Linked DNA regions of Mus musculus: all the other regions are linked to region 2. Evidence: chromatin contacts called from public HiChIP or PLAC-seq, Micro-C and promoter capture Hi-C data. All regions are on one chromosome and are shown on one strand. Each heading gives the region's core, a stretch centred on a gene start, on an enhancer-like site or on the middle of the called end of the contact. The rest is flanking DNA. Distances are from core to core; before and after follow the strand shown. Region 1 holds the start of Gsto1 (glutathione S-transferase omega 1). Region 2 holds the start of Neurl1a (neuralized E3 ubiquitin protein ligase 1A). Region 3 holds the start of Arl3 (ADP-ribosylation factor-like 3). Region 4 holds the start of Sfr1 (SWI5 dependent recombination repair 1). Region 5 holds the start of Cfap43 (cilia and flagella associated protein 43).

What was found. Promoter capture Hi-C pulls out the DNA fragments that hold promoters and counts their contacts. A called contact is a pair of places that touch in the nucleus more often than the background predicts. HiChIP or PLAC-seq counts read pairs in DNA pulled down with a chosen protein or histone mark.
Region 1: an HNF4G HiChIP or PLAC-seq map of pancreatic cancer cells shows a contact between it and region 2. The contact joins the promoter of Gsto1 here to the promoter of Neurl1a in region 2. A contact is called at or near these places in 2 of 115 datasets of contacts at active chromatin or transcription factors (bone marrow-derived macrophages and pancreatic cancer cells).
Region 3: a contact with region 2 is called in a Micro-C map of embryonic stem cells, with 3 times the contacts expected there. The contact joins the promoter of Arl3 here to the promoter of Neurl1a in region 2. A contact is called at or near these places in 2 of 39 promoter capture datasets (frontonasal cranial neural crest and hippocampal neurons), 1 of 484 Hi-C or Micro-C datasets (embryonic stem cells), 1 of 115 datasets of contacts at active chromatin or transcription factors (pancreatic cancer cells) and 1 of 9 other capture datasets (adipose tissue).
Region 4: a promoter capture Hi-C map of the SN4741 cell line shows a contact between it and region 2, with 5 times the contacts expected there. The contact joins the promoter of Sfr1 here to the promoter of Neurl1a in region 2. A contact is called at or near these places in 7 of 39 promoter capture datasets (the SN4741 cell line, embryonic stem cells, hippocampal neurons and 3 more), 2 of 484 Hi-C or Micro-C datasets (both in embryonic stem cells) and 3 of 115 datasets of contacts at active chromatin or transcription factors (cardiomyocytes, large pre-B cells and pancreatic cancer cells).
Region 5: a promoter capture Hi-C map of the SN4741 cell line shows a contact between it and region 2, with 6 times the contacts expected there. The contact joins the promoter of Cfap43 here to the promoter of Neurl1a in region 2. A contact is called at or near these places in 2 of 39 promoter capture datasets (the C10 cell line and the SN4741 cell line) and 1 of 115 datasets of contacts at active chromatin or transcription factors (pancreatic cancer cells).

What each region holds. Positions count from the first base shown.
Region 1 is chr19:47,852,294-47,856,773 of GRCm38.p6, reverse strand. Gsto1 (glutathione S-transferase omega 1) reads right to left here and starts at 1,801. Exons shown (of 6, transcript NM_010362.3): 1 at 1,652-1,801; 2 at 1,451-1,559. The coding sequence starts at 1,685. Gm30021 (predicted gene, 30021) reads left to right here and starts at 1,858. Exons shown (of 2, transcript NR_166768.1): 1 at 1,858-2,123; 2 at 3,293-3,663.
Region 2 is chr19:47,175,856-47,180,238 of GRCm38.p6, reverse strand. It overlaps Neurl1a (neuralized E3 ubiquitin protein ligase 1A), which reads right to left and starts at 1,419. Exons shown (of 6, transcript NM_021360.4): 1 at 688-1,419. The coding sequence starts at 772.
Region 3 is chr19:46,570,916-46,575,460 of GRCm38.p6, reverse strand. Arl3 (ADP-ribosylation factor-like 3) reads left to right here and starts at 2,279. Exons shown (of 6, transcript NM_019718.3): 1 at 2,279-2,421. The coding sequence starts at 2,419. It overlaps Sfxn2 (sideroflexin 2), which reads right to left and starts at 2,096. Exons shown (of 12, transcript NM_053196.3): 1 at 2,002-2,096.
Region 4 is chr19:47,729,791-47,734,504 of GRCm38.p6, reverse strand. Sfr1 (SWI5 dependent recombination repair 1) reads right to left here and starts at 2,749. Exons shown (of 4, transcript NM_026377.2): 1 at 2,684-2,749; 2 at 1,517-1,875; 3 at 594-986. The coding sequence starts at 2,696.
Region 5 is chr19:47,835,949-47,840,529 of GRCm38.p6, reverse strand. It overlaps Cfap43 (cilia and flagella associated protein 43), which reads left to right and starts at 3,169. Exons shown (of 38, transcript NM_027559.2): 1 at 3,169-3,315. The coding sequence starts at 3,203.

The sequences.
Region 1 (4,480 bases), core at 552-3,051, 680 kb before region 2:
ATGCATAATCCCTCACAAGAACAAATAGCCAGTGTGAACACTGGTGTGTGTGTGTGTGTGTGTGTGTGTGTGTGTGTATGCAAGCATGTTAAAAGGTTTACAGAATAATGAACATACAAACCACCTGTCATGGGAAAGACAAAAGCCCTTGCCATAGAATAGTGTCCATCTCTGAGAATTATATTTTGAAAATGGAAGGCAATTCCTGGGCTCTGGAGATCAAGAAGACAAGTGAATGCTGGAAGCGTGGCATTTTGAGCCAACACTCAGCACAGCTGAGCCCACAGGCTGGAGGATGCTCCTTACACAGAGTGTGCAACACACATGCCCTGTGTAAGGCGCTACTGCCCCAGGCAAAGTTTCCTGGTTTAAAATCGGTCTGTGAATAACGAGTAGTAATAGACACTATCTGAAGGAACCCCTCTCCCCGTAAGGGCCCCCACCCCTGTTATGGTAAAGTAATTTCAATGTTGCTTGGGAAATCCTGGTGCGAAATATAATTCTTTTCCACACTGAGTTTCAGTAGGAAACACATCACACAAGGCATTGTGCCCTGTTCTTGGACTCTCTCGTTGTATTAGAACAATAAATATCTTTTATTTTTTTCAATTCAGTTTGAGTTTCTTTGTTAGAGTGAAAGTTCCAACTAATATAGAAAAATTGCTTTTTAAGAAAAAAAAATACGTTCTTGTGTTCAAAACCAAATCTCCTATCCAAATGAAATTAAAATCGTTACAAAGTGACAATTAATTTTCAAATACTTCCTTAGGTTACATATTTTAACATTTAGGGAAAAGAACTGCCTGCCTAGCCAATTCTCCCCATGGACTAAAAGTCGTTTACGAATTGTAACTGCATACATGAACTTTTTCTTAAGGGTGAGCTTCCAAACAGAAGGTGTCTAATAATTGTTCAAAAGATCCCCCAAGACATTGGAAGGGAAATGGTCCAACGAACATGGTATCGGGAAAAGCCAAGAGACTCACCAACTGTAGATAACCCGTAGGTCAAAGACTGTTTGGATATGGAGGCTTTGCAAAGGCTTGACTCTGACACTTCCTTGTGTTTACAACCTAAATGACTGTGCACACGGCTCAGAACTCTGCTAGGCGGGTGACCTTTGTGCAACAGCGAAGCAAGCCTCTAGTTCACCAAGAATCCCAGGACCCGAGCTGAGACAGCCACCCCAGGGTTCCGCAATCTAGTGTAAACCACCAACCTCACCGTGGGGGGGTGGGGAGGGGAAACACGCTTTTTTTGAGCCCCAGACTGCTTAAACAGGCTGCCCTAGAGCCCTGGAGTCCATGACAATTCTCCCCTTGAAAAGAGGGTGAGCAACTAAAGTCTCCTACAAAAGGCTGAGAATATTTCCCCCTGACCACAAAGCCAACGCCGCGAGGGGTTGAAGCCCAGCCGCCAGCGGCTCCGGAGCCATCGCCCTCGTCCTCACCGGATTCCCTTGGCCTTCAGGACCATCAGCGTCCTCTGAGCGAAGGGGCAGAACCTCATGCTGTAGACGCGGATCTGGCCCTCCGGGACCGGGCCGGGGGGCGCGCTTCCTGCAGGAGAGAGGAGACAGTCACGGCCCGGATCGCACAGGGATCCCGGGCATCCCCGGTACACGGTGCGTCCCCGACACCAGTAGCCTCACCCTTCCCCAGGCTCCTGGAGGATTCTCCCGACATCGCTGAGCCGCCGTGCAGGCCGAGAGCCACGCGGGTTCCGCTCCCGTTTGCGGGCGACTCTGGAAGCACGAGGTCTTGTACACTGTCCTAGAACTCAGCCCCGCCCAGACCGCGCCTCCTGGCCGGGAGCCGCCCCCGCCTTTAAAGGGAAAGCATCGGCCGCTGCGATCCTGGATCCTGATGCTGTGTGACGTTAACCGGTGGGCTCCCAGGTTCGCTGCGGAGGTAGTGCAAGGAGGAACAAAACCACAGAGACACACACCCCGCCTCCACACAAGGGGTCTTGTGGTTTCTTGTGTCATGTGATGACCACCTGGAGCCGGCCAAAGCAGAGATGCTCAGAAAGAGCCACCCCATCCCTCCAGGCCGAAGGTTTCCTGTCTGCCTTCACACAGGACTCTGGCCCTGACCTCCATACCTCCCACACCCACTCCACTGGTATGTGAGCTCTAGCTCTGCCCCCAAATTTCCAACATTCCAGAGGGGTCTAGGAGGTGGTCTAGCCACCTGGACGGTCTTTTCTTCTGTCAGTACTAGCTTACTATAAGCTGCCATCCCTATAGTCACCTACAGAGGCACATTTCGGCATATAGAAAAGAGCACACATCTGGATGTTATTAGCCTCCGGACGCAGTTGTGCTTTCAAAATTCCATCCATAAAACATTTGTCTGGAAGCCTAGAAAGAGCACACGCTGGTTTAAGCACAGTGGGCTGAGAAAATTTAGCCTTTTGAGTCCATAAGAAAAAAAAAAAAATCTGGCCAGAGGGCTTGCGAAAACTGCTGTCTTCTTATTCAGGCATGAGGAGAGTTTGCCTCCAGGATTCGCAAAGCTCATGGATAAAAGCTACTAACTCCGGGGCTATTTATGAAAGAGCATGCCTGGGTTTTGTTTCCAGCTCTATTATTGGAGAAGCAGAGAATGCCCTTGGAGCCAGCTCCAGTTTTGATCCTGGCTTCTCCCTGTGCTCACTAGAACTACGGAACAAAATGCCAAAGTGACTTAAATGACTCATACGTCTAACAATTGCGGCCAGGAAATGGCAGCACCCTAGCAGGCAGGGCTTGCTGTGGATGAACTAGCAAACATTAATTCTTCAAATAAAGAAAGGAAAATATACAGAAAACCACTGTGCTACGTTACTGGTGGCCATTATAGTAGGGATCATGCCTAAGTCCTAGCAGCTGAGAACATAGCCCTCAAACATCTGGGCATATATCTCTACTGGCCACAGTCAAACTGCCACGGGACTATATATTTTGTTGTAGCTGTAACCTGAAGAGATTAATCTGAGTCGACTATATTGCAAGAAGACGAAAAAATTAAAAACCCTAGTGACAAGAAATAGTTTTTAACCTTCTACGTAATGTTCACCTTCACTGCCCAGATGTGTCCACCCGATGCAGCAACCTTCTGTAACTTTTCAGAAGAATGATGGGTAATTTCATACTGTCCAATTTATAATCTATATTGACAGGATCAAATTCAGGTTGTTGAAGGTCTTATCAACTGCCTCGCAGATGGTGTTTTAATAAAAAACTTTTATTTCTATATGTTACGAATAGCTAAAATATCTGACTATTAGCTTTTATAACATCTCATTCCAGCTATCAGAGAATGTTCCAGATAAGCTCCAGTCATTCCAATAAACCTGAAGACACCATGAATTCTGGGAGTAAAAGAACTGGGAAGATAGATCATTTCATAAGAAAATTATCCCCAAACAGCAGCCACCATCCTTTGGCAACCAAATTGTCCACACAAGTAATAAAGACTCCTTCAAGGTCATCGTGTAGAAACAGACTGAGCCAAACCACAGCTTGACCAAGCCATAGCCTGGCCAGCACTGTTTAATAGATTGCCTCTCACCACTCGCCCCAAATTCTTCCTCTCTTTAAATCTACAACCATGTCAGCATGGCTTAAAGGATGAAACACTTAAATGGCCATTTTGATTAAAACCTTTTCATACATGTTTACGATTACTTTCATTTCTTTCTTTGGGTCAGAGTTGGGCCTCTGGCCTAAGACTTTGGTTACATAAACTTTTCTGTTTGATTTCATTAAGTCTGTAACTGTCCATAGCAGGGAAAACAGACTTCATTAGAGTTTTCATGGAAAGATGCTAGCTAAATAGTTGAATGAACAAGCTAGAAAGGCCCAGAGTCTAGTCAGTGAATATATATCTACATCTACATCTACATCTACATCATCTACATCTACATATATATATATATATATATATATCTCACAATAAGAAGCCATGCAGGGACAAATGGTTCACAAATAAAGGAGCTTAAATTAAATGGAGAGGAGAGTAAAATGACTTAGTTGGGTGCCACAAACCGGGCCTAGCCGTCCCCCCTCAATCCGTGGGAATCAGGGGTTCGGACAGATGGGCATAGAGTCGGCAAGAATTGACACGAGAGAGTGTGTTGGATCTGAATGTAATTTGTCAAATTGAGCATTAAACTTTTTATACAGAAGAAAATAGGGAAGTTAGGTGACACACTGGCAAGGTACAATGAGGTTACCGGATTCTTACACAAAACAGAGGAATGCAAACACGAAGGACTGGCAAGAACCAGCTGGAATAAAATACAATGTTAACAACTGGGATCAAAAGCAGCCCCATCTAAGGTCCGCTTACAGGGGCCAACGCTTCATGCCCTTGCCATAATTCCTACTCTAGTCTATTGTATAATCCACCTTCCCCCTAGGCCATTGTGAATTCCTGTGTATGGGTGTAACTCAGCTATCTATAGTTCTGAGTATCTACTCTGGTTCCTTCCTTCT
Region 2 (4,383 bases), core at 170-2,669:
CTCCCCCAGAGGGTGCTGGATGGGCCATAGACAGCAAACCCTCCCGATAACGTTCCATCTGTTTGGAAGCTCCCTTCCCCTCTTTCTAGGGTTCAGACCAGATACTTTGTCTTTGGATGCACAAAACAAACAAACAAACAAATAAACAAACAAAACCAAACAACCTGACTCAGACGGTGCAAAAGATCACCCACTTGCAAAGACCCCGGGAGCACGCGTCTGCCCTTCTAGTCCTGAATCTCTAAGACCCTCTGCTTGGAAATGCAACTAGTGCTTCCAGCGGGATCTCCCCCAGCCCTAGGCAAATGCAAAAAAGACCACAATGACTCTCTTGGGAGGCTCATCTGGAAAAACCTAGGTTTCCCTCCACACTGCCCTATCCAGCCGGCAAATGTTTTTCCCACCTCTTCTCACCGCTTAGCATCACTGGAGGGGACTCCAGTGACGTTGCCAGGGCAGATAAGGAGAATTGCGCAGACCCCCACCGACCGCCATCCTCCCTCATCTCCACCATCAGCACCGGTCAGCTGCCACCACAGCCCACCTCCACTGTCAGAAGCGCCTCTCCCGCCCTCCAAATGCACACAACAGGTGGCACCTGCCGGTCGTCCCCAACCGCACCCCTGCCCACCACTCCACCTGCGCCGCAACCCTCCCTGCAATTGCTCCCCGGTCAGCGAAGCCTACCTTTGAGGTTCTGGGGGTGGCCCCGCGACGCGCGGCTCGGGTTTCCTCGCTGCAGAGAGGAGACACTGGAGAAGTTGTTACCCATGGCATCGGCCCCCCGGGGGTGCTCCGGCGGGAGCCAGGCAAGGCTGGGCAGGAGCGGAGGAAAGGTGTGCAAGTGTGTGCGCGCGCGGGTGCGCGCTGCCAGGGGAGGGCCCTGGCGGGGCTGCGACCGGGGGCGGGCGGTTTGCTGTCTCCGGCTCTCCCTGGGCTTGGCGGTCTTCGCTCGGCGGGTCCTGCCCGCCGTGGGGGTCCTCGCGCCACCCGGCTACCGGGCTCCCATGCCCCGCGCCCGGGGCGGCCCGGCCCCTGGGCCCCGGCCCGCGGCGCGAGCCGCTGCGCTCTGCCTGGTGCTGGAGCTCGGATTCCGGCTGCGGGTGGGCGGCGCAGCGGCGGCGCGCTCCCCGCGGGCCATAGAGTCGGGGCTCGGCGCGCGGCTGCTCGGAGGCTCGTCGGCGGGCTCGGTCCCCGCCCGCGGGGACGGCCGCGGCGACGTGCGTGGCGCCCTCCCGCCCGCGGGTGAGCTTGCAGCGCCCGGCTCGTGTGGACCGCCCCCGCTCCCGCCAGGTCCCTCCCGAGGCCGCCGCCCCCAACCCCCGCCCTAGCGTCGCCAGGACTCCGGGGCTCCGGTTGTTATGGCGACAGCTGCGCAGGTTAATGAGCGTCTTAGTGACACGCGCGCGCCCGCTCTGCCAGATGTGGGTCTCGGGGCGCGCCGCGTTCCCGCTGGCTATAAGTTCTCGAAGGCGCGCGGGACCCAGGGTTGGGGGCGGCACTGCTCCGGACCTGACGTCAGGAATAGATGGGAGCTTCGGAGGTTGAGCGTCTCCCTGTCCTGGGACATAGAACCTGAAAACAAGAGGAAGAGGACCGCCACAACGCTGGGAGCCCCGGAGCCAGGGCGTGGCGAGGTAGCCCTAATGGAGGCTCCCTAGCACGGGATTCAGGGCCTGGCACGTGTTAAAACGCTCAGGAGTGAGTGGATAATGAATTAAGACAATTGAGATCAGGAATACAGTCACCTCCCCTTCGCTGTAGTTGGAACTTCCAATCAGAACCCCAGTCAGACCATTTCCTGACTGTTCAAACATCCTTTGCATGTTCAAGAACGGAGAACCACAAGACCAGAAGCAAGCCGATGGGACCCAGCTCAGGTACAAACCATGAGAGAGATATCGGTTCCAAGTTGAATTATTCTGTCAGCTGGAAAACTAAGAGATTGGGGAAGGGATAGAGGGGGTGCTATAGCCTATAGTAGACCAAGGTGGCTTCCTCGAGGAAGGGGGCAGTCTGTAAATGTCCTGTTCACGTGACTCTTCCATCTGTGTAGCTCAGCACTGCTACCTGCAGGAGGGACCAGGAAGTCATCTTGGATCTGGGGCGGTTATTTCTCCCAGTGTATCATGGGGGAGAAGACAGTCCGTCTGTCCATCTCACACCTTCATCAGCCTTGCTGCTTCTCGGGGCCATCGCTCACTCTAACCGGACTTTCCCAACTCGGATCCAGAGTGAGCCCTGGGTCATGAGTGGGACACAGACATCTCCTCCATCCTTTTCTGGAAGTTTCTCCATAGGACCCATCCTCAATGTGTAGGCACAGCTCTTTCCTGACCACCCCAGCTAAGCATCTCTGCCTCTCTCTATCATTCTCCATAGGGTCATCCCATTCTCTTCGTGGCTTTTATATGACTTTGCCTAAAAGTAGCCTTTTCTGCTTGGTTAGATTCGGCTTCTCTTGATAGAGAATAAGCTTGCTGAGGGGAGAGTCGGCCAGCCACTTTCCTCACAGTGTTCTAGCTCCCAGGGCAGGGACATGCGGATTCTCAGAAGTATTTGTACAGTGAATGGATCCCCATGCCTGCCAGCAGTAAAATCCTACTGTGATCTTTAGACATCATCTCTGATCCCCTTTAGCCCCCTGTCCTGCCTTTTACTCTCCTCTGATTGCACATGTTATATCCTTAAGTTTCAGAGACTCCAGGCAAGCTAGAAATACCTGTGAAAGGTATGCTCTGGTGTTTGAGGAGAAAGACAACCAGGCCCCCAGTCCCAGCCCCAGCCCCAAGCCTCTGGGGTGCCTGGGATCAGGTGCTGACTGGCTACAGAATGGTCAGGGACTGGTGTCTTATTTATAGGCGGTGTCTTCCCAACACTTATTCCCCAAATGATGATTCATTTGTCAGCAATCTGTGGGCTCTTAACAGCTACATACATAAAGCACACACACACACACACACACACACAGAGAGAGAGAGAGAGAGAGAGAGAGAGAGAGAGAGAGAGAGAGAGAATGAGGACATACAGATTACACATAGCTGGGGAGATCAGGCATTTTATGAGTCAGAATAAATATGTGGAGCCTGTATAGAGGAGACTAATTCCCCTGGAGTGTGTGTGAAGTGCAGGGTTCTGGCTGGGATTTGTAGAGAGTGGCTGGAGAGGCTCTGAGTCCTTCTGGAATAAGCCCGCTTCTGTGGCCTGGGAAGCCTTGGTACAGGATAGGGGTGGACCCAAGGCCCCAAAGGGAGATTACAGGCCCCACACAGGCCTAAATGTGGGCCATGGGCAAAGCAGAAGAAAAATGAAGGCCAAATGACAAGAAGGAGGGAGGAAAGGCGGGAGGGAGGGAAGGAGGGAGGGAGGGAGGGAGGGAGGGAGGGAGGGAGGGAGGGAGGGCGGGCAAGCAGGCCAAAAGGCTCTCTCCTGATCCTCTGAGTAGCCTGAGCTCCAAAGGAAACTGACAGTGTTGCTTCTGAACTTGAAGGTCATAACCTGCTCAGGTGTGCCCACCCTCAGCCCCCTATTCAAACTTTAATCTCACTTTAGGACCCCAGAAGACAGACTTGGGGGATACTGGATCTCTTTGTCCCTCTTTGACCGTCTTTGTCCCTTGGTTCCTAATGTGGCCACATTCACTAACTCTCCTTTTTCTGCTTTCTCAGTTTAATTAAGGACCAGTTACTGGACATGGCTTGGGGCATAGGTTGTAATTCCCTGTTCAGCACAGTATCAGGGACAAAGGCAGGGAGCTGAGACAGTATCAAAACTTCCCCTGACTCAGAGGAAAATCATGGGAGGAAGATAGGGCTAAACTGGGCTGAGATGAGGGAGACCCCCCCCCCCCGACCCCGTTCCCCCCCCCCCCCGCCAGCCAATGTGCGGCTGTGAAGGATCATGCAGGGGTCATGCTGAGCAGAAACACCCTACACTTGTCTGCCCAAGGGCCCCTCAGTGTCACCCCTTGAACCCTTAACCCTACTTTTTTCCCCCCTGGGGAGTTCAGATTGGGGCATGGGACACCACTGTTAAATGTCAACTGGATATAGGTCTTTAGCAAGCAGGCAGGGACCTAAAGAAGGAAGTATAACCTTCTACATTGTCCTGGGTTCTGGGAACCCTTTTCTGGCTCTGGGTAAATCCATCTTGAAGAATCACAGAGTGCCAGCAGCCTTCCTTCCTTCCTCTGGACTCTGGTCAAACTCCCAGATTTTTAGCCCCTCCACAACCACCACCCAGGCAGCTTAAAGGCAACAGTTAGGAGGTAGCTCAGCCCCATCCTGGAAAGGAGGAGCGAGAAGAAGCTTCCAGGGCAGACTGGAGCTAGAGGAAGTCACTGTTTAGGTGGCTTCAGTGAAACTATCAACATCACAAGGTGAA
Region 3 (4,545 bases), core at 1,030-3,529, 610 kb after region 2:
CTGTGGGCACTTGGCCAGGGGAGGTCCAGGCAGCTCAAAACTCTGCAAGAGCAGACCAAAGACCACTGAAATAGCAGACTACCGTCAGGTTGCCTAGAACAAGCAGGAGAATGACGGTAATAATTAAACCAGCAGGCCCAGGCTCCTGCTTACAGACACACTCATCGGGACTCCAAGGTAACAGTGAAAACAGATACCGTGCTACCTGAGGGAACCCTGAATGTGCCTTTTCCCACAAAAGGGCCCCAGTGTGAAGAGCAGTAGATTAGTAGATAAACGGAAGGGGAGGGGTCTCTAATCTAACAACTCACCTAGTGCCTCTTTTATTCTTCCTTTTCCTTTTTTTGAGACAGGGTTTCTCCATGTAGCCCTGGCTGTCCTAGTAGACCAGGCTGGCCTCGAACTCAGAGATCCAGCTGCCTCTGCCTCCCAAGGGCTGGGATCAAAGGCGTGCGCCACCACCTTCTGTCTGATCACCTTGAACTTCTTTAGTCAAGATTCAGAATTGACTTTTCCCTCCAAGGATCCGATACAAGTAGGCAGGTAGCAGATGTTTCTGACTGTGGGGCTGGAGCCATGGCTCAGCACTTTAAAGAGCAATCGCTGCTCTGCAAGAATCCCTGGGTTCAGTTTTCAGCACCCACCTGGTGACTGACAGCCACCCATAACTCCAGCTCCCGGGTACCAAAGACACATGTGATGATGCACTTACATACATGCAGACAAAACATTCATATACGTAAAGCAAATAGTTTTAAAGGTTTTATAGAAAGTTCTTTACTTGGTTGTAAAAAAGACCTGAAAGCTTCGCACTATGTACCCAGTGCCCAGAAGTACCCAGGAAGGAGGCAGTCCTGTGCAAATTTAGGGCCAGTATGGTCTACATAGTTTTGTTCCAGGCCAGCCAGAGTTCCATAGTAAGACTCTCAAAACAACAACGACAACAAACCTGAAAACCCATACTGGAAAAATCTGCCTTTGTTTAAGTAATGGCAACTAGGTTGGTGAAAGAGGTAACGCCTGAACCCCAGATTAAACTATTGATAATAATAATAATATGTCACCCTTTCTTTGCGACAGGAATTGCTCTCTATGTACGTGACATACATGGACCTGTAAGATAGATAACAGGTAAACACACATCAACAGACTTCCAGAGATACCACTTCTACCTAAACTATGAGCTGTTGGAAGAGTTCTCTGCTTATTAACAGGTATAAACAGCTCTGAGGTGTGGGGTGTAGTGTATGTAGGTCGGTGGCAGAGTGCTTGCCTACCCTGTACAAACCCCTGCATTCTGAGTTCAGTCCCCGGGGGCAAACAGCACTCCTACCTGGGCCACAGTGTTTACAAGCAACACTATAAAATAGTTTACAAGTAAAAAAAAAAAATAGTTTACAAGTTAGTTCAAGTCCGGACTCTTATCATCTACAATAACCGATTTCTAGGGTTGTAAGGAAATTAAACCTCATATAAAAAAAAACATTCCACTAGGAAGAATGCAATTTCCACGAAGGCAGGTTGTCGGGAACCAACATGCCACAAAGGTCCTGTGGTCGGCCCTGGGCGTGAGAGGAGCGGGAGGTAGCGCTTGCAGTCTAACCCGGTTTAGCAAAATCCAGCAGATCCCAAACAATCTAACACTCCCGCTGCCAGCTAACCTCAATGCTAGGGACCGGTCCCCAACCTCCCTATCTCTCGCCCTCTCTCAGGCGACCTCCCCCAACACAGTACAAATCACCTATCCTGGATTCTAACAAGAATGTGGAGATAGAGACGTAGCCGCAACTCCTGAGCCCTAAAGCCTGGCACCCGAAGACAACCGGGGTCAGAAGGGAAGAATCCATTGGAGCCCTGGTGGGTCCCTCCGGCCACGCGGCTTCTGCAGATGCAAGTCCAGCACGCAGCGCCTGGCAGCCGCAACAGAGCAGAACCACGCTCCCTTCGGAGGCGCGGGGATTAGGAGTAGCTGTGCATTTGGCTGCACTTGCGAACTCTTACCTGGTCCCAGAGGGATGCACCCCGCGACTGCCACCAGGCGAAGCTGACCAGGAAAGCAGAACTGAAGTGTCGCGGCTAGGCCCGGGAACCACCCCCTCGCCCTACGCCCCCACTTCCGACCAATCAGAGGCCACAGGCTCCGGCCAGCCACGTGGGCGGCTTTGCACCTCCCGCTGGGTCGCTCACCAGCCCGCCCCGCCCTCCCGCCCCTCCCGAGACCGCCTGCGCAATGGGCGGGCGCTTTGGCGCGCTTGCGCACTTTGGGTAGAGAGGAGCAGAACCCCGCCCCATCCCGCTGCTCCGTTCCTCCGCTGTGCGTGCGAGGGACGTCAGGGGCGGCGCCGCAGCAGTTACCCCTGGTAACGGGGGAGGCAGGAGGAGGAGGCGGAGGAGGAGGAGGAGGGACTCGGCTTGAGGATGGTGAGTGTGGGGGCCCTGGCCCCTCCAGAGCTGACCAGTCACCCCCCCTCCTTTCACCAGTCCCAGGGCGGGGCGCTGCGCGTAAAGCCGAGGAGGACGTGGGATGGGGCTCGCCTTGATCTTTGGGGTTCTAGATCGGTTTCAGGGGCGAAGGAGGAGCCCCTAAAGTGGGCCTGGAGGGAGGCCTAGGCCTGGAGAGAAAAGAGGGGTTTGCGATAGATTCGAGGCATGGAGTGCTTGGCTAGCGGGGAAGCCTGGGCACCATCATCTTTCTAGGGACTGGGATGAAGGCGACTCTAGAGCTGCGGAGATCAGACCAAGCTCTCAGATCTTACTGCAGAGTCGACCTCTCGGCGCCTCGGGACTGTGGGGTTCATCTGAGAACCAGCCAAAAGTGGGAGAGGCGCGGCTCTACTGTCTTTGAGATCACCCTGGCAGCACCAGGGAGCTGTAACCTGGCTTTCCTAGATGCTCGCGTCTCTGAGTGAGAGGTGTGTAGGGAGTAAGTCCCAGGACAATAAGAGGTACCGCTGGGAATGGATGTCTCTGTGGTGGGTGCGCTCCTGCAGTCCCAACTTAATCGCTGAAAGTTCTGCGAAGAAATAATGGTTGTTGATGAGCGATTTTTTGCTCCGTATTTATTCCATGTAGATAGAAGCAAATTAACCTCCCGTGTCCTAGCTTTTCCTTCAAATTTGCAGTGTCCTTTTGCCTGAGGCCACAGGAGGACCAAAGGTCTTCACCTCAAACTAAAAAGAATGAACAATAGAAAGTGAGCATCAATTTGAAGCAAGCCTTGTCTCCGTTAACCTTAATTAAGGCTTTTCCAAAGTGTATGATGTGTGACAGATTTTTGACCAGAAACACTCGGTTCCTTGTTGATTTTTTAAAATCGTTATTTTATTTAATGTATATGTATGGGTGTTTAGCCTGAATGTATGTTTGTGCTCCACGTGTGTGCCTGGTGCCTGCAGAGGCCAGAAGAGAGCTTTGGTTGCCTGGAACTGGAGTTACGGATGTCTGGGAACCATCGCGTGGATGCTGGCAAATGAACACTGAGCGTTGCTGAACATCTCTCTGCCCTTGTTGATTCTGTACGCGGTAGATGGAGAGTAAAAATGAAGTTATGGGGAAATGAATATTTTTAGAGCTAGTCAAAGAAAACTTGATATTAAGGCATTTAGAACAGGTTGGTTGGCTTACTAACTGCTCCGAACAGGTTCCTGTTGCCCCCCCCACACACACACACACAATATTTTTGTGAAAATATTGAGGCATTTCTGTTGACTTAAGAAGCAAAGCCTAGGGCTGGTGAGATGGCTCAGTGGGTAAGAGCACCCGACTGCTCTTCTGAAGGTCTGAAGTTCAAATCCCAGCAACCACATGGTGGCTCACAACCACCCATAATGAGATCTGATGCCCTCTTCTGGTGTATCTGAAGACAACTACAGTGTACTTACATATAATAAATAAATAAATCTTTAAAAAAAAAAAAAAAAAAAAAAGAAGCAAAGCCTAGGGCTAGGGGTATAGCTCAGTGAGTAGAGGTTTGCTTAGCAAGCACTAAATCCTGCATAGAACTGAATGTACTAGTACTTGCCTACAATCCCAGCTCAAGATGGAGGCAGGGGGATCAGAAGAAGTGCAAGGGCTACGTATTGATTTCCAGGCCAGTCTGGGATAAATGAGACATGTTCTCAACTAAAGAAGAAAATAGACAGACAGGCAGGGGGGAAACTACACATCTTCTTTGGTCATACTATTGAGCAAGTGAATTTTGACAAAAAAACAAAAATTCACAGTGTCAAATTGTTAAGTAGAATTATTTAATCTGAGGTTGTCAATCACACTTCACACTTGTTACATTTACAGCTCTGCCTAACCTCGGGCTAAACAGATTTTAACTAGTGTTTTCTTTTTATTATTTATACATGAGCTGCCCATTTAAAGGCTAAGTTTATCTTAACAAATGAGTACAGATATAAATATTTACACAGAAAATAAGTGGATTTGAGAAAGGAGCCCTGTAACCCTGTAACCTCAGCACTTGGGAAGTAGAAGGAGGAGGAGCAGGAATTCAAGACCAGCCTGGGCTACATAAGACTCTGTCTCATAATAAGTGGG
Region 4 (4,714 bases), core at 1,500-3,999, 550 kb before region 2:
ACATTTTATTCAGTTACATTTAGAAAAGTCCTAAAAATTCAAAATCACATATAAGACATGCTATTCTGTCACTTACTCCAGTTTTGGGATAAAATGAGGTGTTACCTGGGTAAGAACTACAAAGATAATAAATGTCTCCTTCTAGACATCCATGTTCTATTTTACTCAACGTGTGTAAGCTGAAACCTAAAATCTGTTTTCCCAAATAAAATGCCTGACATTTATGCAGGATCGTTACTGAAAGTACAGCACCTTGCATTCTGTGGTCCACTTTTAGTTCTAACACCATCGTGCTCTGTCCCCCTGCATCTTCATGGAACACCTCTCACTTCTCATCTTGCTACTGGCTAGAAATTAAGGCCAAAACGCTCCACCTGTGCATTAAACAAAACCCTAAGCTTTTAAGTTTTACCTCGTGTTGAAGGGGTTCCTCAGCCTCACTCTGAACCAACTACTTCTATTTCAGTCAAAGCTCTTGTAACCCGGGTTTCTGGTTATCTGGCTGATTGTTTATCAAACTAAAATGTATCTCCAATTTAGAAACTACCGCAGTTTATGTAAAAATGATGTAACGGTTCTAAGATTCTTCTCACCTTTATTCTATACATCTTGACTAACTTTAACCTCCGAAGAAGGTCTTCCTTCTCTTCAACCTGCCTAATCAATCTTATTTTTTCTTGTTTTAATTTTTCTCTAATGATCGCATTCTCAGACTCCTTTGGGAGGGCATTAGATGACCCAGTATCCGACGACTTAGATTCACACGTGTTTTTCTCCTCTGAGCTCTTTTCTCCAGGCTCACTGTCTTTGTTTTTCAAGCTTTCTTGGGCCTTTGAACAATTTTCTTCCTTTGAAGATTCTCCTGGTTCTGAAAGGGTCTCATTATTTTCGTCATTCTCTACCTTCATACGCTTCACCACACTACAAAATGAATGAGATGAAGATCTTGCTTTCTTTAACCTTTCTTTAGGTGTTCCACTCAGAGGCTGAAAAAGACACAAACATCAAAAATGTTAAGGATACATTCTTGTAGTAAGTCAATCTATTAAAAATAAAGGCTATATGCTTCTACGATAGGTACAATGGATGGCTTTCTGTTTCCACAAATCTCATGCGAGCATCACCAATGTCTCTAATATCCAGAGGCTACCTATAGTCTTACTTTAGCAAGGTTAACTAAAATAGGACTGAGACACTTCGCCTGCCACTGGCAGCTAGTATTTGCCTGATAATACTAGAAATGCTTCAGAACTATAAACTAAGGAGAAGACCTGCTACCAAAGACTTCCCCCTAAGAAATACTGTACAGATTCAAGTTTCCTTGGTTTGGAGCATCGCAGTAACCTCATAAGAAATTAAACAAAATGAACCGATTCAAGAAGAAAATCTTGGCAGTTAGAAAGGTATGAGCTACATATTAATTCACACTCCAGTAGCCTTAAAACTGGCACTATCAGAATACTCTGGAACAGAACAGATGGGGGTGGGGGATAGAGGACAACACAGATATCCATACTTGTTTTCCTGAACTATTCGAATGGGGTGATGGTGGATTCTCCCTGGGCTGAGGAGCGGCAGGTGAAGTCGGGGGTGATGGTGGATTCTCCCTGGGCTGAGGAGCGGCAGGTGAAGTCGGTGGTGATGGTGGATTCTCCCTGGGCTGAGGAGCGGCAGGTGAAGTCGGTGGTGATGGTGGATTCTCCCTGGTCTGAGGAACGGCAGGTGAAGTCGGTGGTGATGGTGGATTCTCACTGGTCTGAGGAGCGGCAGGTGAAGTCGGTGGTGATGGTGGATTCTCACTGGGCTGAGGAGCATCAGGTGAAGTCGATGCTGAATCTGATGAGTTTTCCATCTTGGAAGTGAACTCCTGATTTCCTTATCAAAAAGAAAAGACGCGAATGATAATCAAATTATCTCAAAACAGACCTCAATTTTTCTGAACAAAATTTTCTTCAGTGAACTAAACACCAAAAATAGTCAGCCATTTCTTCCAATTACATGTAGCTATAATTTATTCTAATTCTTCTCATATTTTCCATTTACCTCTCCACATGGGGAAGTAACCAAGTCCTGTTTCTTTCACGACAAATAAACCAGCTAGTATCTCACTGTCTTTCTTTTTTTCCCTTCAAAACACCCCCAAAAATTTGCGTTTCAGGAAGGGGAACTATAACTAGTCAAGAACTTTAATTTTTGTTATAATTTCGTAAATAAAAGCAATACAGCCTGAATCTTGACTCTTAAAAGCTTTGCGCCTAGAACCAAGAACGAGTCCCGAGGTGTCAGAAAGCAGCATCTGCCCCTTTGGGTTTACTATGGTCAAAGACTCCGCCCTCCTCCCCAGCCCCGTCCATCTTCTCCACAAAGCCCCGCCCACTCTCCCTCCCCCTTTCCCCTCCCTCCTCACCACAGAAAGCCCTCCCCCCGTCCCCGCACCCCACTCAGCTCCCCCTTTCCCCACCCCGTCCCCCCACCACAGAAAGCGCGCTCCCCCCAGCTCCCTTCTCTTCAGCAACCCCGTAGCCCTCCTCCTCCACTCCTCCGCCTCCCTCGCCACAGAAAGCCCTCTATCCCACAGAGCAGGAGGCCGAGCTCCCGCGACGCCGGAGAGAGCTTCTCCGTCAGATACCCAGACACCCGCAGGCCTGCCGCTCAGGCCAACCCCAGGGAGAAAGCTCAGTACCTTCCTCAGCCATGCTCACAGCGGCGACACACCGTACACACAGCCAGCGGAGCGCCCGCAGCCCACTGACCTCGCCCCGGGGGCGGAGCCTCACCGGAGAAGAGACGTACGATTGGCTAGCTTGGCCGGAGCAGGCGGATGTGCTCCGTACAGCTCCGACTGCGCGTGCGCGGCGGGCCGCGGGCCTGGGCCACGGGGCGGAGCGGGGCCTGGCGGGAGGCGGGCGCGGCTCGTGATTGGCAGGGCTGGCCGGCGCGCTCCAGGGCTCGGCTACGCGCGCGCGGCCGCCAGCCGTGGGGTGGCGTCCATGGAAAAAACGATGTTAGGCCCTTGGAGGGGCCTGAGGGGGGCGCGCTTCCGCTCGCCACTGCCTTTGGGAGTTGCGGTGCCAGCTGCCTTCCCGAGCAGCTTCCCTGGTGGGGTTGGGGGCGGGGTGGGTATCGTCAGGGTGGCGCGCCCGAGAGCACCGCCCTCTGGCAGCGCTCGCCCCCTGGCAGGCTCGGCTTTCCCCACCGCAAAGGCTTTTCCTCAGACGTGGCAGGGCCGGAAACCGCGGGGCCCGCTCGGCTCCCTGCTGGCTCGGAGTCTATGTGGGTGTCTCTGCATAAACAGTAGAGGGCATCCCCAGCCTGCCTTGCGGACTCGCCCCCTTATTTTGGTCTGTGCCCACCTCTGCTTGGCTTCACATGTTTTGGTCAAATCTGAGAAAAAAATAACCTAAGGAAGTGTATTATGGCGCAGAACAGGAAGCGGGGCGCGGTCGATCCGACAGGTTCGGACTAGAATTCAGATATTTGAGAACTAAACCCCTTGCTTGATCCTGCCCCCCCCCCCCCGAGGCCCCTTGCTAGACCCTGGCTCGACTCCTGGGGGTGCCCCTTGCTAGACTCTGGGGGGCCCCCGGGAGGCCCCTTGCTAGACCCTGGCTCGACTCCCGGGATGCCCCCTTGCTAGGCTCTGGGGGCCCCCAGGAGGCCCCTTGCTAGACTCTGGGAGGCTGCACGGCCTTCTAGTGTTCAGGATGTTCTGTTGCTATGCAACAGCAAAATGAACTAGCTTGGGTGGAGCCGTGGGTGTAGAGAAGTTGAGCTAACTTGTGAGTCACTGGGAAGTTTGTAATAAGGGACAGCTCTCTTTCCGAATATCTGCTAATAGTGGCTTTAAAGTAACCCGAAAGAACTGATTAGACTCCTAGGCGGTCAGTTAATAAATACAGAACCTAAAGGAACTTAATGAGGTGATTAGATCTGCAGATGTTGCAATTGCCTAGATTAGAGTCCTGGCACCACGGTTTCTTCTTTGGTTTGTTTTTGTTTTGTGCAATGGAGTGTAGTGTGGCCGTGGACCTCAGTTCGATGGCTTGGTAAATGAGAACAATATTCACCTCCTAGAGACAGGGAAATTCAATGATAATGTATGAGAGGCAGCTAGAATCATGCAAAACACCAAAGGAACATTTAGTCAAGCATATTCGTCATTCCCTAATTGACTTAAAGCAATGTCTCACAAGCTTTTATCCCTTACCTTTCCCAAAAGCACGGATTTTTAAAAGAGTGCTATGATAGCTAAAAGTCCACACAACTTAAGCCATAAATACCAGAAAACGTCAAGCCTTCACATGTGACCATTAATAAATTAATGTTCCACTCCTAAATGTTTAAGAAACAGCAAGAACAGAATTCATTACTTGGGGACAGGAGGTTGTTTTGTTTGATGGTTTTTTAAGACAGGGTTCCTCTGTAACTCCCCTGGTTGTTCTGGACCTTGCTTTGTAGCCCAGACTGGTCTGGAATTCACAGAAATCCTCCTGCCTCTGTCTCCCGAGTGCTGAGATTAAGGGGAAGGCAGTAGAATGCATGATTTTTATGGTACAAGTGTTACTCACCAACTCACAGATCAGTCTGTGAAATCATTTCTTCTCATTTTTTCCTTCCTATGAGTTCTCTCATTACAAAAAAGGGCAGACTTACCTGCCCTGACACTTGAAGCACAAAGCACACTTCATATTCAGGATGCCTTGAGGCGTAAGGG
Region 5 (4,581 bases), core at 1,920-4,419, 660 kb before region 2:
CAGTCGTACTTAGAATGAAACTGTTATTGCCAATGGCCAAGTAATAGTTGGTTAATTAAAGCCAGCCGAATTGATGTAACTTGTGGGCTCACTGTTCTAAAATAAATTCTAACATATAGAAAGGCACAAATGTGATCATTTATGTTTCTGAAGTAGCTCATTCACTGACGTCGTCTGTGAAGCCAGGGGAGAAGCACAGCTCTACACCTCCACACTGTCTCTGAAAGTAGCCTGAGCAATTCACCTAACTGGGAGTGGAGAGTGTCCAGGCTCAGGTAAAGATGCGGATCGAGGGCTTACATGCACGCGCGCGCGCGCGCGCGCACACACACACACACACACACACACACACACACACACACACCGCACATGTACATGGATACACGTGGCCATGTACACACAGACATGCATATATGTACCCTTGCATGCATACCCAGGAATTGCAGGACAAACCAATAGGAAGTAGATTCTAGAGCTTGTTAAGAATAAGCCCAGTGTGGCCGCAGATACCTTAAGTCGAAGCACTCAGAAAGCAGAAGCAGGCTAATCTCTATAAGTCTGAGGCAAATGAAAAAGGCATACCCCCTTGGCATGGGCTTCTCAGAGAAGAGTTTATTAATACATTTTTATCATAGATTTTTTTTTTAAGTACAGGGCTCCAGAGGAAGAAAGATCCCCAGGAAAAAGAATAAAACAGACTAGTGGGGGGGGGGTGGATTCTCAAGATATCCCAGTTGAGTGTCTTAGCATTAAGCTTATATACAATTTCGGCAGCTCTCAAGTATTATCTCAAAAGACTGCTAGTGTGTGTGTGTGTGTGTGTGTGTGTGTGTGTGTGTGTGTGTGTGAGAGAGAGAGAGAGAGAGAGAGAGAGAGAGAGAGAGAGAGAGATTCTAGGAGGCTCCTTAAATGGAGTTAAAATGATGAGGTATGACCAGGAGCCACTGAGATTACACAAGGAGGTTAAGACAAGACCTTGTTCAGTGAAGGAAAATTCTGATGAAAGATCTAGAAAACTTCAGGTCTACGACTTGGAAAGGAATAAAACGTCAAGCAAATGTTAATCATATTGGTGTAAGTGTTGCAGCTCTGAAGTGAAAGGTTTCCACTTCAAAAGTGTTCCAGTTTGCTCCAGCTGCTGCAGGGGAGCTTTTCCCAATGGGAATGTAACAGTTCTGCTACTCGGGAGGGAGGGGACGATTTCCAAAGTGTTACAGTTCTGCTCTAATGAAAGTGTTAGAGCTCTGCTCAGGTAGGGGTAAGTTTCCCCCAGCCAAAGCTCTATACTGAGAGGTATCCTGGCAACCCGGAGCCAAGGGGTACCACCAAGTCACACCACACAGCAAGCCTCACACAAGAGATTAACTGAGAGGTAAAACCTCGATGGACGATGGACAGTGGCTGCTTTTGCTCAGGCAATTTGAGCAGAAGGCGGGGCTTATATAAGATTTCTGGAGGTGCAGAGCTTTCCAGGATAGAGATTCCCAGGGTGGTGATTGGTGAGATATCAATTCCTGAGCTTGAATGAACTCAGGGATTGGTGGGTGTCCTTATTATGTAATTGGTGGGTTTTATCCTGCATTCGGAACGTTTGGTTCTCAGCTGCCAGACTCTGATTAGCTGGCTCTCCCTTCTCCTGACTCCATAGTTTCACGTCTTTCTGCTCTACCTCAGCATCATTCTTGTTATTAAACACTGATGCTGTGGATTATTGCTTCAAAGGTCTTCCTCTTTTTTCTCTCTCTCTTTAAAATCCCCCTTTCTTTAACCTACTTGAACACATCCATAGTTCATTACTGTAGGGTAAAAAGGGCAATAGAAAGAACACTATGACCCTGACTTGACCCCAAGACCAAGGCCAAGAAAAAGAATCCCACCAATCCCTAAGCTTGCCACAATATCAGACAAAAAAAAAAAAAAAATTCCACCAATCCCAGGCCACCCTGGAAAGCCCAGCAGCCATGAAACCCTACATAAAAACCCTACCTTATGCTCAGTTGACAGCTGCTTCTAGTCCAAGCATTGCATCCACCCTCCTGGGTTTCCCCTCCCAATAAATCTCTTGGGTGAGGTTTGTTGTAAAGTGTGACAAGGTGGTATTGCTTGGTTCCCAATTGCCAGGATACCTTTCCTATCAAAGCTGTAACATTTTCATTGGTGAAGCCCTGCCCTGCCACTGTAACAGTTACAGTGATGGAGTGAACATTCCCTAGACCAGGCTCAGCCATTTCCAACATATTATTTCCTTTCTTTCTTTTTCTTTCTTTCTTTCTTTCTTTCTTTCTTTCTTTCATCCTGTTTCTCTTCTTCTTCTTCTTCTTCTTCTTCTTCTTCTTCTTCTTCTTCTTCTTCTTCTTCTTCTTCTTCTTCTTTTCTCCTCCTCCTCCTCCTCCTCCTCCTCCTCCTCCTCTTCTTCTTCTTCTTCTTGTATAGAATAGAGTTTATTCAGGCCATGGGAAGGGGAGTTAATAGAGTAGTAAAGGCAGAGAGAGAGGGAGAGAGAGAGAGGAGGAGGAGGGGGAGGAGGAGGGGGAGGAGGAGGAGGGAAGGAGGAGGGGGAGGAGGAGAAGGAGGGAGAGGCTGGTGGGAGCGGGGAGGGAATGGGGAGCCCAACTTTTTTTTTTTTTTTTTTTTTTTTTTGGCCAGGTGGGAAGGAAGGAACTGGAAAAGGGGAAGAGAAACTCAGGGAAGAAAAAGGATTAGACAGGACAGAGGCAAGGGGCTAGGAGAGAAGAGCATAGCCTATCACCCACCAGATTACTTCAGTCTGCCTCCTTGCGCTCACAGAGGAGACACCTGAAGGGTTGTTAGGCAGCCATTGTGCCCCTCACCCTTTGGATTCTGACTTGGCTTTCTGCTCACTGGGTTCCGAGCAGGCTTAACCGGTGCAGGGAAATAAATGAAATATTTCCGGCGTATAGATAGGAGTAGCATGGCAGCATGCAGAATTAATAACCGTCTTGACACTTATTAATACTGAAACTATTTGCTGAGGCAGAAGCACTCCAGCATCCACGACCCAGGGTCCCACCGCTCGGCTTCGCTCGCCGCTCGCCCATAGGCGGCGCCCGCCAGCCAATGGGCGCGGGGTTCCCGGTCTCCAGGATACAGGTGTAAACAGTGGCATCTTCGCGGGCTTCTTAGCCTGACCCGGCCGGGCCAAGGAGTAACGGCCGCAGCCCCGGGTGCGCTGGGAGTCGGCATGTCGCAAGACCCGGAGCGCGACGACGTCACTGCCTCTGCCACTGCCTCTGCCTCAGCCTCAGCCCCTGCCTCTGCCTCTGCCCACTACTCCGGATCCTCCCTGTCGGTGAGGTGCGGCATCGCGGCCGCAAGGGGCTGGAGGGGGAAACCCTGCCAGGACCCCTGCCCCTCGAATCCTCCAAGCAAACTCGCTCTGCTTCTCACTCCCCACCCCCACCCCCGCAACTCCTCCCCACCCCCGGCTCCGACCCTGTGCAGCCTCTTCAGTTGGACCCCTCGGTCGGTCTCCTGACCAAATGACCAACCGGCCCTCAGTTTCCCACCTCACCACATTGCTCTCCTGCTAAGGGACCCTCACTTGTGTGCCCGGTATTCCTCTCCCCCACCTTCTGTTTTTGCATCCTCTTCCTGCCTCGGTGGTACTCAACCCCAGAGCTCCTGCAAACCCATTCAGCCCTCCTCTTCATCAGCGTCCTCTTAGGCGATTCCCTCCCTTCTAACTCCTTCCTTCTCACTCCGGATTCCTGTGCGCAGTTGCTGGGCCTTAGACATCTGGAAGAGCTAACTTTTCTGTCCCTCCACGTTCTGAAGGATGGCTTACAGTTCAGGGTCCCCTGTCACTGCTGTTCTGTGTCATGGGAGGAGATGGGGGACAGACTCGGAAAACATGTGCCCTTCACTCTCTTTCCTCCACTTTCAAACATATCTTTAATATTTAAATAAAATGGAATTTTCCTTATCTCAGACTTTCCTTCCACCATATACCTACCACACAATCCTCTCCTAAAATGGACCTCTCACGTTCTAACTCCTTTGCCCTCGTGTCTTCCTTGTCCTTATGTGGATTTTTAGGTCTAAAACAGAGCCGTGCATTCTTCATGTGTGTAAACTATAAGCAAGTCACGTACGTGGCTTACAACTATAGAGTGTGCTGTCTTACTCAAAGCGGTTTTAAATTTGTTTAGTTGATTTTTTTAAGTGATTTTGAGTTTAGTTTTTCAAAAAACAGTCAAGAGAAAAGAACCCTGGATACACTGTTTTCTACAATTTCCTTTCAACCTAGTGAGCCATGTCACAGGCCAGAGACCTATTGATCTTTGCATTTCTTTTATATATATAGAGAGATTTATTTATTTATTATTATGTATATGTGTATATGCGTATATACGTACACTGTTGCTGTCTTCAGACACAACAGAAGAGGGCATCAGATCTCATTACCGATGGTTGTGAGCCACCATTTGGCTGCTGGGAATTGAACTCAGAACCTCTGGAAGAGCAGTCAGTGCTCTTAACTGCTGAGTCATCTCTCCAGCCTTTGCATTGTTCTAGACCATCGGCTCACACTGGTTTCTCAGTGAGTCCCTGTGTTCCTCT